Regions from separate parts of the Muntiacus reevesi genome. Here regions 2 and 3 are each linked to region 1. Evidence: chromatin contacts called from public Hi-C data. All regions are on one chromosome and are shown on one strand. The core of a region is the stretch at or near the end of the contact, and the rest is flanking DNA. Distances in the headings are between cores, read along the strand shown. Region 1 holds the start of FBXO11 (F-box protein 11). Region 2 holds the start of PPP1R21 (protein phosphatase 1 regulatory subunit 21). Region 3 holds the start of FOXN2 (forkhead box N2).

Region 1 (5,109 bases), core at 1,919-4,418:
GGAGGAGGTGGCTCAGTAGATGAGCCTGAAGCAAAGTTCCTGGCTCATCAAGGCCTACATGGGATATTCTGGGAAACCAGAAGTTCCCACATGTTTCAGTGAGAAGATGGAATGGCATCATGAGAATCAATGGACCTGTGGAGGCCTGGGGTCAGGACAGAGGTTGCAGTGTATAAGGCAAATGGTTCAGTGTGGAAGTAGCACAACTTCTCGAAAGGACAGAAGGAGCAGTTTTATCTCTGAGGCTAGCAGTTCTGCTTTCGGATTATACCAGACACTCCACAGTAAAGGACAACACAAGGACTGGCATGCGTGGCTCAGGGTTTTTCCTTGATGCCCTGCTGACCTTCCCATCCCACAGGCTTCTACCAGCCCACCAGTTACTGTGTGAATTAGAAAAAGGCACTATCAAGGCATTTTACTTCCACCTATCAGAAAATTATCATAATATACTGGTTTTGTTAAAATAAGGCATCTTACTGCCACATGCCAGAGAACTATCATTCCAAGTTTATTACAACTTGGAAATCTAGGATATCGAAGATGTGACATTCCATCTATGTACATTTTACACAGAATCCCTCAACTCCCATGTATATCTTCGAATGACAGGGAAATGGGAAATCTGTAAGATTCAACACTTAACTATAAAAGAAAAGGAATAACGTGGGGACTCAAAAAGGATAAGCTACAGAGAATAAACTATGTTTTCTCTGTACATCTGAATTAACTAAATCAACTACCACACCAAAATACAAACTATGCCCCATATTTTGCAATTCATTTTATATTTTGCTATCTCCCATAGCACCTTACATAGCAATGCATACACAGAAGGAAGCAATAAATGCATGCTGGAAAAAAAGTAAATTTTCAGAAAAAATCAGAGTTATGGATCCACTTATAATATGTACAATAGCATGTCATTTTCCTTTTTTCCTGCTACATTTACTTGAACCAAATCTAAAATTTTACCCATTTGTACGTTGCTAACAACCACCATAAACAAACATTTGCAGTTCTTCATTGTAAGCCTCCCTCTTCAATTTTTTTCTCGAGAAGCAAACTTAGATCTAAGTTTCTCCATTGTCAGGACCAAAGAGAGCTCATCCCAAAATGAGAGAATGTTTTAAAATTAAAAACAGTATTATGTAATCCAATGTAAATTCTTATTTAAAGTGAGGGAACCCTGAAAGTTAGAAACGTATTTTGCCCAGAGGCATACATCAAGTCAGACTCAAACACCCTACACAACAGTGGCTCTTACTGTTCCTCTCTCCCCTCCCAAAACATACACTTCCCCGCTCTTACCCCTACTTCTCTTATTGTACTTTGTAACCACTTAGCCATCCATCTCAAACCTAAGACAGCACCTAGTCAAACTGAAATGAGAAAGAAATCACCTGAAGATCGAAAATCAGAGAATCAGGTAAACTGCCAGTTTTACCATTTCCATAAGGTGATAAACAAAAGAGAGCGGAAAGAACCGAGAAAGGATACTTTTTCAATCATCACAACAGCAGCGAGGGAATAAAAACACGTTTTCCCTGGGGAGAGATTATCTTGAGGGGACCAGATACAGACACAAAAGATAATTCCCCTTGGGGCTTTTCTTTCCCTCTGAGTTTGTGAGATCTAAAAAAAAAAAAAAAAAATTAAAACGTTTATCACATAAACAATCACAACCTCAACACATTTACTTCTCCTCTTTTCTCACCTATTATTTCCCCAAACATTATAGAGACCGCGTCTTCAATAAGTAAACTGACCAAAGGTCTATTCCCTATTGATCACAATCTTTTTAAGATACTCCTTTTAGACTACAAGTAGGAACCGACTTCTAACTTCGGTTCCCGAGCTCAAAGCTCGGTAAAGTGGATCTTCAAGGTTTAGCAAATACCCTTAGCTGAACTAAAGGGTACAGAATCTCTAGCGCTCCCTACAGCTCAGAGTTTGAACCTACCTACCACAAAAAAAACCCCAGTTATCAAAGACTGGCTACCTCGCTCTACTTTTCTTTTCCGCTTAAAAAATCGGATGGGGGGGGGGGGGGGCGGCGGGGAGAGGTTGAAACGGCGAACCGAAGGATTAATCACTTCTCCCCATTACATCAGCAGCCCCCGCCCTTTCCTCCGAGCACCTCCTCTCCTAGAATCGTCGCTACGCACTAGCGCTCTCTTCATCCACCCCCCGCTCTATTATATGCCCTGATACCTCCCCATTATCACCCGCCCCACCACACTCCCCATCTCCTCCTTCCCCCACCTCCTTAGCGGGGGAGGGAGGAAACCCGAGAGGAAACAGGGCGTTGAAGGAAGGGACTTGGCGATAAGAGCAGAGGCCCCATTGGCCCGAAGGTTGTATGAGCGCCTCCCATTGGCTCCTTGGCCGGAATCCCCGCCCCTCTTCTTCCCCGCCCATTTGCCCCTTCCCCCGCCGCTCCACGGCCCTCCCCCGCGCCCCTGGCCAGCCCCGCGGCGGGGAGGGACCGACTGGGCGAGTGGTGGCTCCGGCGGTGTCAATGGCTCCTCCTGCCACGGAGCAGCAGCAGAAGCAGCGGCGACGGGGCTGAGGAGGAGGAGGAGGAAAGGCTCCTTTAAGGAGGAGGAACGACGACGCCTCTTTTTCCCCATATCTCCTCCCTTCACACTCATTTCCCCTTCGCCGAGGAGAGAAGGGGGGGAGGAGAGAGAAGAGGCCGAAGAAAGAGAGAAAAAATTCCTCTCAGAAATCTCTTTCAGGGGGTGTGGGGGGGAGGAAGAGGAAAAAAAAAGAGCCGGGCGCCCCCTGCTCCCTCCCTCCCTTCTCTCCCTCTCTTCTCCTCCTTCTCCCTTCCTCACCCTCCCGCCCACTCCCCCCCGCCGCCGGAGACGCCGCTCGGGAGTCGGCGGGACCAGGGTCTGTCTCCTCAGCCGCCGACGCCGCGCTTCGCCTCAGGATCCCCAGGCGGGCGGACGCCCTTTCTTTCTTTCTCTTGCTCTGCCGGTCTTTCTGTCTCCGTCCCTCGCGGCCGCCCCGCCCGGCGGCCTCGGCCTTCCCCGTGCGTCAGGCCCGCCCGCCTGGCCTCGCTCGGTCTCTGTCTGTCTCCGCGGGCCTTTCTCTTGACTCGGGGTCCCGCTCGCCCCTCCGCCCTTACCATCTCCCCTTCCCCTCGCCCCCTCTCCTTCCTCCCCCTTCCCCACCCCCTTCTCCCGCCCCGTAGCTCGCGATCCGTGTGCGTGTGTGTGTGTGTGTCCCTCCGCCAACGCCGCCACCTCAGCCCGGCAAATGAACTCCGTCCGAGCCGCCAACCGGAGACCCAGGCGAGTGTCGCGGCCGCGCCCGGTGCAGCAACAGCAGCAGCAGCCCCCGCAGCAGCCGCCACCGCAGCCGCCCCAGCAGCAGCCGCCGCAGCAGCAGCCTCCGCCGCCGCCGCAGCAGCAGCAACAGCCTCCGCCGCCGCCACCGCCGCCTCCGCCGCTGCCCCAGGAGCGGAACAACGCCGGCGAGCGGGGTAAGGCCGCGCTCCTTCCCCGCCGCCCGCCGGCTCGGGCGCCCGGCCGGCGGGACCCGCGGGGAGGGAGGCCGGGGCGGGCAGGGGCGGCTTGTGCGCCTGGGGGGTGGGAGAAGGGAGGCCGAGCGGAGGCGGGTCCCCCGGTGCCGCAGTGTCAGCTCAGCCCGGGCCCCGGCCGGCAGGAAAAGCCGCGGCTTCCCGACTCGCCTGGGCTCTTAGCTCAGGCCGCGCTTTGTTTGGTTTCGGGGGCTCGGCACCCTCTCCCCTCGACCCATCCCTCTGGTTTTTGAGCTCCCTTACGGACCCCGCTGGAGTCTGTTGGTGGGTGGGGGTAAGGCGAAGGGTGGAATCTCTCCTTTTTCGGCTGCCTTCCACGATTTGGTCTCCTGTTTCTAATGGAAGATGGGGGCGACAACTGGGAGTGATCGGGTGGTTAGGGCTGGCTGGGGAACTTGTTTTTCCCCCTTTTCTCTGTTAGCCTCCCCCTTCCTGTGGAGGAGGGGAGTGGGGGAGTTGGAGTGGTCGGTGGTGTTGGCCGGGGAACTTGTTTCCCCCGCCCTCCCCCCCCCCCCCAAGTCACGGGGTAGGGGGAGCGGCGACTCTTCTCCCAACCTCATAATGTTTGCTGCGCAGTTTGGCTTTAGTTACAGAACCCCTGGGAAGGACCCGTTAAATTAAGACCTTTAAATAAATAAATATAGAATCCATCGGCCATTTCCAGCCCCCTCCCTCGCGTGCGGTGCAGTTACCCTTCCGCTCTATCGACTCCCATCTCGCTTGTCCTCCGCTAGGATACCCCCACGCCACCATGCTGCCCCTCCGTCTCCCAGTGGGATTTGAACGCCCCTTCCTTAGAACTGACCCCTTGTGGGAGAGAGTGCGTGTGTTTGTGCCTGTGTGTGTTGTGTCCAGGGCCTAGTGAAATGTGTCATTTGGACCCAACTGTGTAGCTCTGTCTGGTAACCACCATTGTCTAAGGGCTGAAGCTCCCGGGGGTTGGATTCTTGATTTAGCAAAAATAATGTTCAGTTCTACTTTGATGATGTTATTTGGGGAGGTTTTGGAGATGGGGTGTTGCACCTTGATCTTCAAATGTAACTATTCTGTTTGTTAATTAGCTGCTCTCAGTGGGGGTGGAGGTCAATACCGTATTTATGTGTACGGTTGTTGTTTAAGGAGGAGGGGAATTGTTAGGAGACATTTTGCGTGTTTTCGTTGGCGGATTAAGGTTAATTTTACGTGCGTTGGTTGTCACACCTCCTTTGGCTGAGGGAATTAAGATTAAATGCCTTTTGAAAATCATACATTCTTTCCTTAAAAATTGTTTCTTTGTTGTACATGATCAAAATACCGAACAAATGAAAGAGGGAGATGATAATTGAAAAATAGTTTAAACGGTTTTCACTGGTTACTGTTACAGATAGTCCTTGTGAAAACAGTTTACTATACGTTGCTTGAAAGGATGTGTTCAAGCCAGTTAGAGGTCTTGTGCTGCATTACTGGTAAATGTGTTTTAATGTTTCTTTGATATTTTTACAGGGTTTTTTTTTTTAATTAAAAATACAGTTTCATCATTTCCTTTTGTATTTGCATATCAGGGTTCTCCTGTGTTTCAT
Region 2 (5,109 bases), core at 1,830-4,329, 460 kb before region 1:
AATTTCCATCATGTTACAGTTAAAAGGATGAAAAATGGTCTGGCCCAACAAGGAGACAACTTCAAGTCTGGCAGACCCCCTACAGTACCCTTAGCATCTCCTATTGTCACAGCCTTCCCACAGATGTTCCCCAAGGAATCTACCTAAAGTGATTAACTCTCAAAGTTCAACTACCGTCTTTAGGGGAATTATTTTAAAAGTTCTGGCCTATGTAAATCCATGGCTGATTCATGTCAATATATGGCAAAAACCACTACAATATTGTAAAGTAATTAGCCTCCAACTAATAAAAATAAATGAAAAAAATAAATAAATAAAAGTTCTGGCCTTTGTCCTGACTTTTAGCCAGTCTGTCTCCACTAGAAATTTTCGACAATGACCCCAACATTACTTCAACCTACTATGTGAATCAGATGGCCTCAGCATGCCTTCCAACCATAATTCTATGATTACATCTAACCTTCACTCCAAACTGGTGCGCCTTCTGACCCACCCTCCTCTGCCAGTTGGCAGTGGTGTTCCGTCAGAGCAGTCCATGGGTTAATCTCAGAGTCAACTCTCAAGTCTTCCCTCACTCATCACGTGACGTCCCACAGAATGAATGAGACACAAGGATGAGTGTCCTGACACTTCCATATCCTTCATAAGTTTGTGGCTACGTGCAAAGCAGGCACTCAAAAAACAGATAAGCTAAACCATATTTGTCAACCATAATTCCTAAATTTAAGCCCTTTCCATCTTAACAGTCACAAACTTTATTTAATCCTATATAACTCTCCCTGGTGCTATTCAAGGAGCCCGCAGTCTGGTCTCCTTTTCACCAGTCTTTCCCCATTTCAGTCATCTTCCACACAGCTACCAGTTATCTTTCCAAAAGCAATGTCACTCTCCCATTTGAAAACCTTTAGTGTCTATTCCATTTATTCAAAGTTCAAACTTCTTACTTGACATCCACAACTCTTCATGATTGGGTCCAAATTATCCCTCCAACCATACTTCACCACTCTCTGTCATGTATCTGACCATGTCTTCAAGTCAGCAGAGACTGTCTCCTTTGCCTGGAATACTACCATCCATCCTTTCCTCCCTATCCATTACTCCCCAACTGAGTAACTTCTGCTCTTACCTGCCATTTCTTCTGTGCGCCCACTGATCTAACACTTGTCATCTTGTATTAATTTTAAGTACATTTGAATATTCTATTAAAGGGTTCTCCTTAAGGTGGAATTCTGCCTCACTCTATGGGGCCTGGCAGACTCTTCACAGGTGGCACATAACTGTCTGCTGAACCAAAGAGCTTACATAGCCAAAAGAATAAAATCTTTTCAAAGTTTTCACTACTTTTGGGAGGCTGTTATTTCAGCAGTGCAGTCACCGCTCTACATATTTCTAGAACTCTCTTCTGCCATTTGGAATTGCCTTCTGAGCTTGTTTACTCTCCGGAAAAGGAAATCAATCCCCTTACTTTATACTCATGAAACATTTTCACCCCAAAATAGGAGAGCCAAGTGTGCGAGCTGCCATCCTCTACCCACCACACTTCATCACATGGATTTGTTCTAAATAATTTCTTGCCCTTTCAAACAAAGAAACAAAAAATGCCTTCAAAGGATAAAAACTTGTCATCACTAACATCTTGCCAGAGGCTCTTAGAGACAAATTCAAAGGGAAATGCAGAAGTCTTGCCAATGGTCATACTTAAGACACTCAGTCTGTCCGACTCTTTGCGACCCCTTGGACTATAGTCCGCCAGGCTCCTCTGTCCATAGGGATTCTCCAGGCAAGAACACTGGAGTGGCTTGCCATGCCCTCCTCCAGGGGATCTTCCCAACCCAGGCCTCCCACACTGCAGGCGGATTCTTTACCTTCTGAGCCACTGGGGAAGCCCTTGCCAATAGTAGCGCCACTGGAATAACAGTGCCATAATAATCTCAAAAGGCTTCCATGTGATTGTGAAGACTTAAGTGTGTATGTTTAGGTACAGGTTTTATTTTTCACAAAACAATGCATTTCACCTTGCTGCATATTTGTTATATGAAATTTTTAAAGTGTGTCTTGGTTTCTCCAAAGTAAAAAGGAGTCTAAGCTTCCCCATGCTCCCTTGAATGCCAAGATCATTGAAAACCAAGTTTAATGACTACTGAATCTATTTTCAAAGACGCGAGATTCTGCTTCGAGAACTTCATTAGCATATTCTTGAGGCAGAACCACACTACCCAGAAAAGCAGCAACGCCCTTTTCCAAGAAAAGGGTCCCATCATTTAACAGACGGATGCCATAAATATGACAAAAGGGAAAGGTCACTATTTTGCTTAATTCAACATGTCCTGAGCATCTTCTGGGTGCTCTGCCCCACTCCAGGCGACCCAAGAAAAAGAGAAAAGGACACAGCCCTAGCACTCCAGCTTTCAAAATCATTTTCAGACAACGTCTTTCCAAAGCACTGAATCCATTTGTAACCATCTCTCTCTGGTGAAGTAGCGTACACGCAAGACTCTATTCACACTTCAGATTTAATTGCGGGCGGTCGGGGGGAGGCAGATAAATCTCTTTATCCTCACATCATCCCTGTGGCAAAGGAGAAAGCTTGATCCTTCCCATCGCCGGGCTGGAAAACTGAGGAAGCAGCAGGAAAGCGATGGTCCTCACCTTTCCCTGCCCCTCCCGACCAGCACCAGAGGCGGAAGCCAGGATTTCTGACATCCCTGTCCAAGCCCGCTAGTTCAGTGAGAAGGAAGAATCAAACTCCAGCTCCTTCCCGCAGAAACGCACACTGACCAGACACCGCCCGGCCCCATCTCCTGGGAACTGCAGGTGGAAGCGCGGTAATGGTAGATACAGAAGGCGGAGGAGACAGGAGGGGCGCGCTCGCGTGCCCCCTCCACCGTCTCCCTCTGTCCCGACAAGTCGCTGCCAAGGCAACCCGAGGCCGCAGGACCGGGGACCCCCTACTCCCCGCATACGACGGGTACCTTCGAGTACTCCTGAGCCAGCTTCTGGTACTTCCCCTGCAACTCTGCCGAGGCCATGGCCTCCCCCGCCCTGTCCAGGCCAGACTGCCCAGGCCACTCAGCCCCACCCCCCGCCCCCAACCCCAGACACGCTGCCGGGTATGGCTCCACCAGCTCCTGCCCGCTCTGCCACCGCCGCCGCGCCTCCTCCTCCACTTCCGGGTTCGCCGGGTGAGAGGAAGGAGGAGTGGGGCCAGGGGTGGAGCGACCACCGGGGGCGGGGCGACGTCTGACGTCACCGCCCCGCCCTCCCGCGCCCGAGCACGTACACGCGCAGAATCGCTGGCGCTCCTGGGCTCTGCCTTTAGGACCAGGGAGCGCCATCTTGACTCATGGTCCAAGATGGCGACCCAGAACAGGGAAGGAGAGCATTAAAAGGGGAAGAAAATGATAAGAGCCCACAGAATGGGCGGGGGACGGCGGAGAGGGGCGGTGGTGCGAAGAATCGAGGACCGGAAGAAGAAACATTCTAAGCGCATCAAGAATTCTGGTCGAACACACCGTCCTCCCCTACTGGTTCCCATGGCAACGCCTGTCGTTTGATGGTTCCATCTTTCAGAAGGTGCTCAGAGAGAAAGACCTCTGTATTCCGCTACCTGCTATCCGGATATGGTAGCCCCGGATATGGCCTGCATTGTAAACTCTCCCCAGATTTATAAAGCGCGCTTCTGTCACCCTGTTCTGCTCCAGACAAACCTTCTTTGTCTTATATTTTGACGTTGGGATGTCTTTGTGTCCATTCTCTACCCATTCCACCCGCCCAGCCCTGCCCCCATACTGGCACTGCATCAGAGCGTTTTCTCAGAGAATTGGGTAAAAAGGTTTTAGGAAATTTCAGGGAATGATCCCTGCCACGCATGCAGATAGGGTGGACGTTAACAACGTAACTGGACAATTGAAGCAAATAATAGCCTGCCTGAAATACTTTATGCCGCTTTGCTCATTAAATATGTTTTGAGGACGTTTCACATGTTAGATATTCTAAGCATTGCATTTATTGCAACATTGAAATGTTCATAGAGGAATAAAAAATAAATTTAGGATACTTGTTTGCCATAAATTACAGCACCGCAGTTTAATAAAACTAATAACCTAGATCTGTATATATCTGCATGAATCTGTGTCTATCAACATAACAAAACACTGAAATGTAAAAAGCAAATTGCAGTATACTAGAACATGAAAAGATACATTTGAGGAATATAAAGCAACATTTGTGCTGCTCATGGACACATGAACGTGTACTAAAAATAGAGAAACAAGAACTGGAAGGATACACGTCTAATTCTGGCTTGTGATTGCCTCTAGTGAGAAAACGAAGAAAGGGAAATGAGAAAGAACAAAGAAGCATAAATTTTATTTTTATTTAATTTTTTCAAGTGACTGTGACTGGAAGTTAACATTTATTATCCAGGTAGTAGGGAAAGGGGTGTTAGTTATATTGTTATTTTAGAACGTTTGATATTTTTTCCATGATTAAAAAAATACCTCCTAGTTTTCCTGTTTGACGTTTGACTATGAGTATGCCTGGAATTTTAAAGTGAAAGCATGAGCTGGTATATGCACTTTTCAGCCACTGTAATGTAAGAAAAGGACTACAAACTTTTTAAAATGTTGTTTATACTTTTCAGTTGACTAACAGCCAAGCCCTACTATCCAGCAAACTTGCAGAATTTTAAAAATTATTATTATTAGTTTTCCATGGCACCACCAAGCGGCAGAATTAAATATTGTTAAGTGTATTTCTGTAGTTTTTAATGTAATGGAATTTTCAATTATTTAAAAATAAAATGCCATTGCAGAACTAACAATCCAAAGAAAGAATGTGCTACTGTGGTTAGAGAGCCTATGTACTGACCTGAGAAATTTATATTTCCACTGCTTAATCTAGTTGTTCTGTCTGTTGCAAAAAATTGTTTCCAAATCCCAACTGCTAAATCGAACACATTTCAGAATCTCTTCCTCAAAAGACACCATTAAGTGAGTGAAAAGGCATTTGCAGTATATATATCCAACAAAGGTGTCCCTTATACATATATATAAAGAGCTCTTACAAATCAATAAGAAAAAAGACCAGCAACCATATAGAAAAATGAGC
Region 3 (5,109 bases), core at 1,231-3,730, 370 kb before region 1:
AGTGTTTCCTCCATTATATAAGTACTTTTTCATCTCATTTAGTTTTCTTTCTCAACTATGCATTCGTTTCAGCGGTCACCACACATATTCACTTCTCAATTGCATTGTCTTTTCTGCACTGAAGCCTCTCCAATCTTTTTAGCTATTAACTTCCCTGAAAACCATTATTATGGCATATTAAAATTCTAATAAATGGTGCTGCTGTAACTTCACATAACTCTAAATGTTTCCTGTGGTTTAGCACTCTTCAAATAAAAGTGATGCAAATAAAAACATGTTACAGAAATAATACAAATTTATCAAAATATTTACAAAATTTAACATGATGAAATCAAAGATTGTATGTACTTAAATTGTTTGTATTGATACCTAAATTCTGAAAACTCCAAACTGTCCAAATATCTATCTTCAACCTTTTTTTAACTTATCTTACTTTAAAATAATTTAATAATATATTTATTTTGCTTTTTGTTATTTTTGATCTTCAGTCCTTGGTCTCTTACTTTTATATATTTTAATCCGTTGATGTTAACATCTATACTAGCTATTAATACTTTCCCTTAAAAAAAAAGTGCCCATGCACAAATCAAACAAAGTATTTATCTATAAACAAGTATTTCCACTAGTAACAGATCTTTTCAGGTTATAATGAAACTATCAAAAAGAAATCCTCCAGAATGAGATTACTTCTGATTACATTAGAAACTTATTAACCACTCTGAAATTCAAACGGATTTTTCCCCCAGAGTTGAGAAACTCAATAATGTACTCTTCTGTTCCCCATCACTCTATAATGGTACCTAATACTGCTTAGATTTCAAATACGAATCATCAAAACAGAAGGCACCTTACACAGACTGCAAGCAAACAGGGAGAAGTCGACTTGGTTGGAACAGAGATAGAGAAGAACAATTCAGCTTTGTCCACTTCCCCATCTCAGGAAACACCAAAATGTGGGTCCAAAGCAACTGCAGGGCTACAAAGCCCCCAGCTGCCAGTGACGCCTCTGCTCTAGCGGTGCTAGGGCACTCAATTACACCCAGTCGGCCACGTGGCTGTCACAGTCAGAAGACAGGATTAACAGCGTCAACTAACCTGGAAATAACAATCGACCTCTTCCCACAACCTGAGTTGGGGTGAAAGAAAGTTGTGTGTCATTTCCTTGCACGCTAACGCTTTTTTCTATAAACAGAAAACGAAGTACAGGGGCTGCTTTAAAGAGACTTTAAAGCAGAAATCAGGTCCCGGAAAATTCCCGAGAGTGTGCCCCCAGTGAATTAAGACACGCTAACTCTCGTGAGCCGCGATGGGAACAGAGGCATTCTGCAAAGGGGCAATAGGGTGGAGTTGAGTAAAATGGAGCACTACACACAGGGACGGCTTTCCCCTGACTCCCACCTTCTTCCCGGGTCCCAAACTCTGGGCTTTTACAACGGGGCGAACTCAGAAGAGCTGAGGGACCTCGCACAAGCCCTCACGACCTCTCGCCTTCCCAGTAAAAAGAACTGAAGGGCAGAGATAGAGGGCCCAAGAGAAGCGGCGAACAGGAAGTGTCCATATTGCAGAGCAGAAACACTAACTCCCACCCCGAGACAGCACCCTCGGCGGACCCCCGGGCGCCCGCTGGAGGAAGGGCCAGAGCGTGCCGAGGTCGATCACCCCCACATCCGGGACCCAGCCCTGCCCACCCCAACGCTCGGCCGCCCGGCTGCTCAGAGTTCACTGCCGGCCGCGCCCGGCGCCTCCCCGGGCTCTACTTGGCCCGGCCCAGTCAGTCCGTCCGGGACCGGACGAGAACTCCACGCCCGGCACGTCTCGCTGCACTTCAAGCTGGGGGAGGGGGTTCCGGCAATGACTCCCGACGGGCTTGGGGCGCTTCCCTCAACAGTAGATTCACCCCGAGTCGAGCCCTAAGAGTCCTCGAGGCCACCTCCAAGCCTTTCCGAAGCGCCAGCAACACTAGCCCCGGTTTCCGCCGTGGACACCCGCTCCCGGGCCGTCATTACACCCCTCAAGAAAAACTCCTAACTCCTCACCGGGCCGCACTATCCTCAGTTCGCCGCCCCCCGGGAGCCCACAAACCACCCAAGCCACGCGCAAGGGAAGACTCCCCTGGCGGTGCCAGTTCATCACGGGACAAAAATGTCCGGGCGCGTCACGGGACAGCCGCCTCCGCGCCCCACGCCCGGCGCCTGCCGCACGCGCTGTCTCCGAGCCCGGGAGCCGCGGCGCGGCTCGGGGCGGGGAGCACGGACGCCGGGCGGCGCCGGCTGGGGAAGGCGCCGCTCCGCTCGGGACTCACCGTCAGCTCGGCCGCCGCAGCGGAGGGGCGAGGGATGGGTAGGGGAAGACACAATATGGCAGAGCACCACAGCTGCTCTCGGCCGCTTCCAGTAGCCGCCTCCGGGAAGACGCGGCCACGAGCAGGCAGCGGCAGCTGCGGTGGCGGCCGCAGCAGTACCACATCCCCCTCCCGTTTGCTTCCTCCCCTCCCGCCGCCCTCCCCCGCTGCCATGGCAACGAGGCGCCAAGGAGATTAGCCCCGCCTCTCCCTCCAGTCCCCGCCTCCAGCGACTCCTCGGGAGGGGGCTCCGCCAGTCCCTCCCACTCCCCTCCCACCTCCTACCCGAGGCCCAAGCCTGGGAACCGGCAGGCTGCTGAGGCGGCCGGTGGCAGAGGAAGGGATGCGGTGTCCGGAAGGGCGGGGCTCGCACAGAAGGCAGGGCGGTGACGTTGTGAGCCAGTCAGGTTTCGGGTTGTGGAGGGGCTGGGGAAGGCGGGAAAATGGAAAGGCCTCGCCTGTCCGGGAAGGACCTATAGGAGTGAGGCGGGTCGCGGCGCGGCCGCTGAGTGGCCGAGATGGGGAGGGGGCGGGACGCAGCTGGGCGGGGCGAGGGTGGCCGCCAGGCTGGTAAGTCCGAGAAGCTAGTGCTGCGACTGCAGCGGCCGCCCTCGGTAACCCGAACTCTGTGTTTCCTCAGGAGCTTTCCGCCATTGGCCAGGCTTTAATTGAAAGAGCTTTAGAAACGGTAAAGCACTAATAGAAATTTACAGTAGTATCACCCTCGCTTGACTGAAAGTTTATGTGGAAACTGAGCTCAAAATGTCTGAGATTTTTTTTTTAGAAAAAGGGCTTGGAAATCAGACCCAAAATTTAATAAGGAGCTCCAGAACGCGCTCTAAGTGCTATGGGCTGGGCTAAATTCTTTACACGGTTACATTGTTGTAACCGTAATGCTAAAATAGTATTGCCAGGTAAAATTCAGCTGTGTCTAGTTAAAGCCGAATTTCAGCATAAGAATGTTCCATTTGAGAAATACTTCCTTGTTTGTTTTGTTTTTGTATGAAATCTGCCAATCTTCTCCTAACTCCTGTTAATTCCCACTTTACAGTTAAGGAAACTGAGGCATAGAAAAATAACCTGTCAAAATGGGAAACTGACACAAGGCTCCATTTTACCGTTACCACTTCGATCCTTATAATTAAAATTATGAATTCCTATACTACATCTTCAAAAACTAGAGTAGCAATACCTACCTCACAAATGTGTTGAATGGATTTTTTAAGAAAGGGTATATGAAATAGACGTGGACGGTAACTGAGGCACAGTAGGTGCTAACTGAAGTTCATTTCCTTCCTGAACAATGAACAGTATATGAGCCAGGTTCTAAGTATAAAGTGGGCAGAATATGAAACAAGCTGCCTGCTGACAATAAAACAAGCCAAGCTGTGGGGATGATAGAGATACAGAAGAATTATAGGAATCACCATATATTGTAACAAAAATGGAAATGTTCCCCTCATTCCACAGATGAAAACACTGTTTATATGATTTGTTCAGTCATCTACTAGTTCCACTTGCTTTTCATTACACTGTTCTGGAGGGCCTCATAGCTGCATTCAGAGTTAGAAGACCACAAAGCAAATATACAACATGCTTCAGTTGAAGTAAGAGTTGCTTTGGTTTCTCCCTTCAGTGCAATCACTGTTGCTCCCTCAAGTGGGCAATTTCAAGGAAGTTTTAGAGGAAAAGTGTAGCAGAAAGGAAAGAGAGGTAAGCAGGAAGTTTGAGAGAAGATGGCTTCTGGGAAATGACAATCTTCTCAGACCTCAGTCTTGTTTTAGCTCTGCTGGTCATTGTCATGGTGGCCACTGACATAGGTCTTCATCTCCCTACAGATTATTGTACTACTGTTTTACTTGAAACATGAAACTTTAGTTTCTCTTTTTCCTTCTAATCTATTTTAAACCCAGATGACCAAACAATCCTCAACTCCAGAAGAATTACAGAATGAGAACTGTAAGTTATATATACTTTAGAGATATTTCATCTAGGAGCTCAATCTATCATAGATGGGAAAACAAATCCAGAAAAATGATGTAACTTGTCAGTGGTCAAATAATCAATCTACTGCATCTACATTCAGTAAGTTTTCTCTGCTTGTCCTCTCTACTGATTGATTCACCCCAGAGAGGCTGGCACATTTAAATAATCTCTGTGGGTGAGGCTCATATCTCTTAGGAAATCTATCACACTTAGTTCAGAGTCCAGGGACACTTGTATACTTAGCGGCTATTTTAGAGGACTTTGAACACCTACCAAGGAAAATCTCTGATTAAAAATAACCATGATTCAGAGTGAGTAGCTTTTCCCCAAGAGCTTACAAGAGTAAAAAGGCTAAGAAACCAGAGCCTAACTCTTTAGGAAAAAGAGAATCCTGGTATTTAATATCTTCTGGGTGGTGCAGTGGTAACAGGAGACACAGTCTTGATCCTACAGTCGGGAAGATCCCCTGGAGAAGAAAATGGCAAGCCTTTCCAGTATTCTTGCCTGGAAAATTCCATGGACAGAGGAGCCTGGTGGGCTACAGTCCATGGGGTTGCAAAGAGTTGGACACAACCGAGCAACTAAGCACACAGCACACACAAAGCTTGTATTCTTCTTTCTCCAAAATATTTTACAGGAACATTGTCATTAATAAACTTTACTGAAGACAAATTTTAAAAGTATATTGTTTAAAATGTCCTCATGTTTAGGTTAAAAAGTGACAGTGATCTCAGGTGGCCTCAGCCTGCAGCAGCTTGAAGCAGGATTTCAGTTGCCAGCCA

Evidence for each region. Hi-C and Micro-C count contacts between places; a contact is called where the count stands out from the background.
Region 2: a contact with region 1 is called in a Hi-C map of blood, with 5 times the contacts expected there. The contact joins the promoter of PPP1R21 here to the promoter of FBXO11 in region 1. A contact is called at or near these places in 2 of 3 Hi-C or Micro-C datasets (blood and muscle).
Region 3: a Hi-C map of muscle shows a contact between it and region 1, with 4 times the contacts expected there. The contact joins the promoter of FOXN2 here to the promoter of FBXO11 in region 1. A contact is called at or near these places in 2 of 3 Hi-C or Micro-C datasets (blood and muscle).

Annotation. Positions count from the first base shown.
Region 1 is chr3:72,742,656-72,747,764 of mMunRee1.1, forward strand. FBXO11 (F-box protein 11) reads left to right here and starts at 3,169. Exons shown (of 23, transcript XM_065929315.1): 1 at 3,169-3,493. The coding sequence starts at 3,268.
Region 2 is chr3:72,285,621-72,290,729 of mMunRee1.1, forward strand. PPP1R21 (protein phosphatase 1 regulatory subunit 21) reads right to left here and starts at 3,080. Exons shown (of 22, transcript XM_065929303.1): 1 at 2,973-3,080. The coding sequence starts at 3,029.
Region 3 is chr3:72,377,919-72,383,027 of mMunRee1.1, forward strand. FOXN2 (forkhead box N2) reads right to left here and starts at 2,481. Exons shown (of 6, transcript XM_065929311.1): 1 at 2,303-2,481.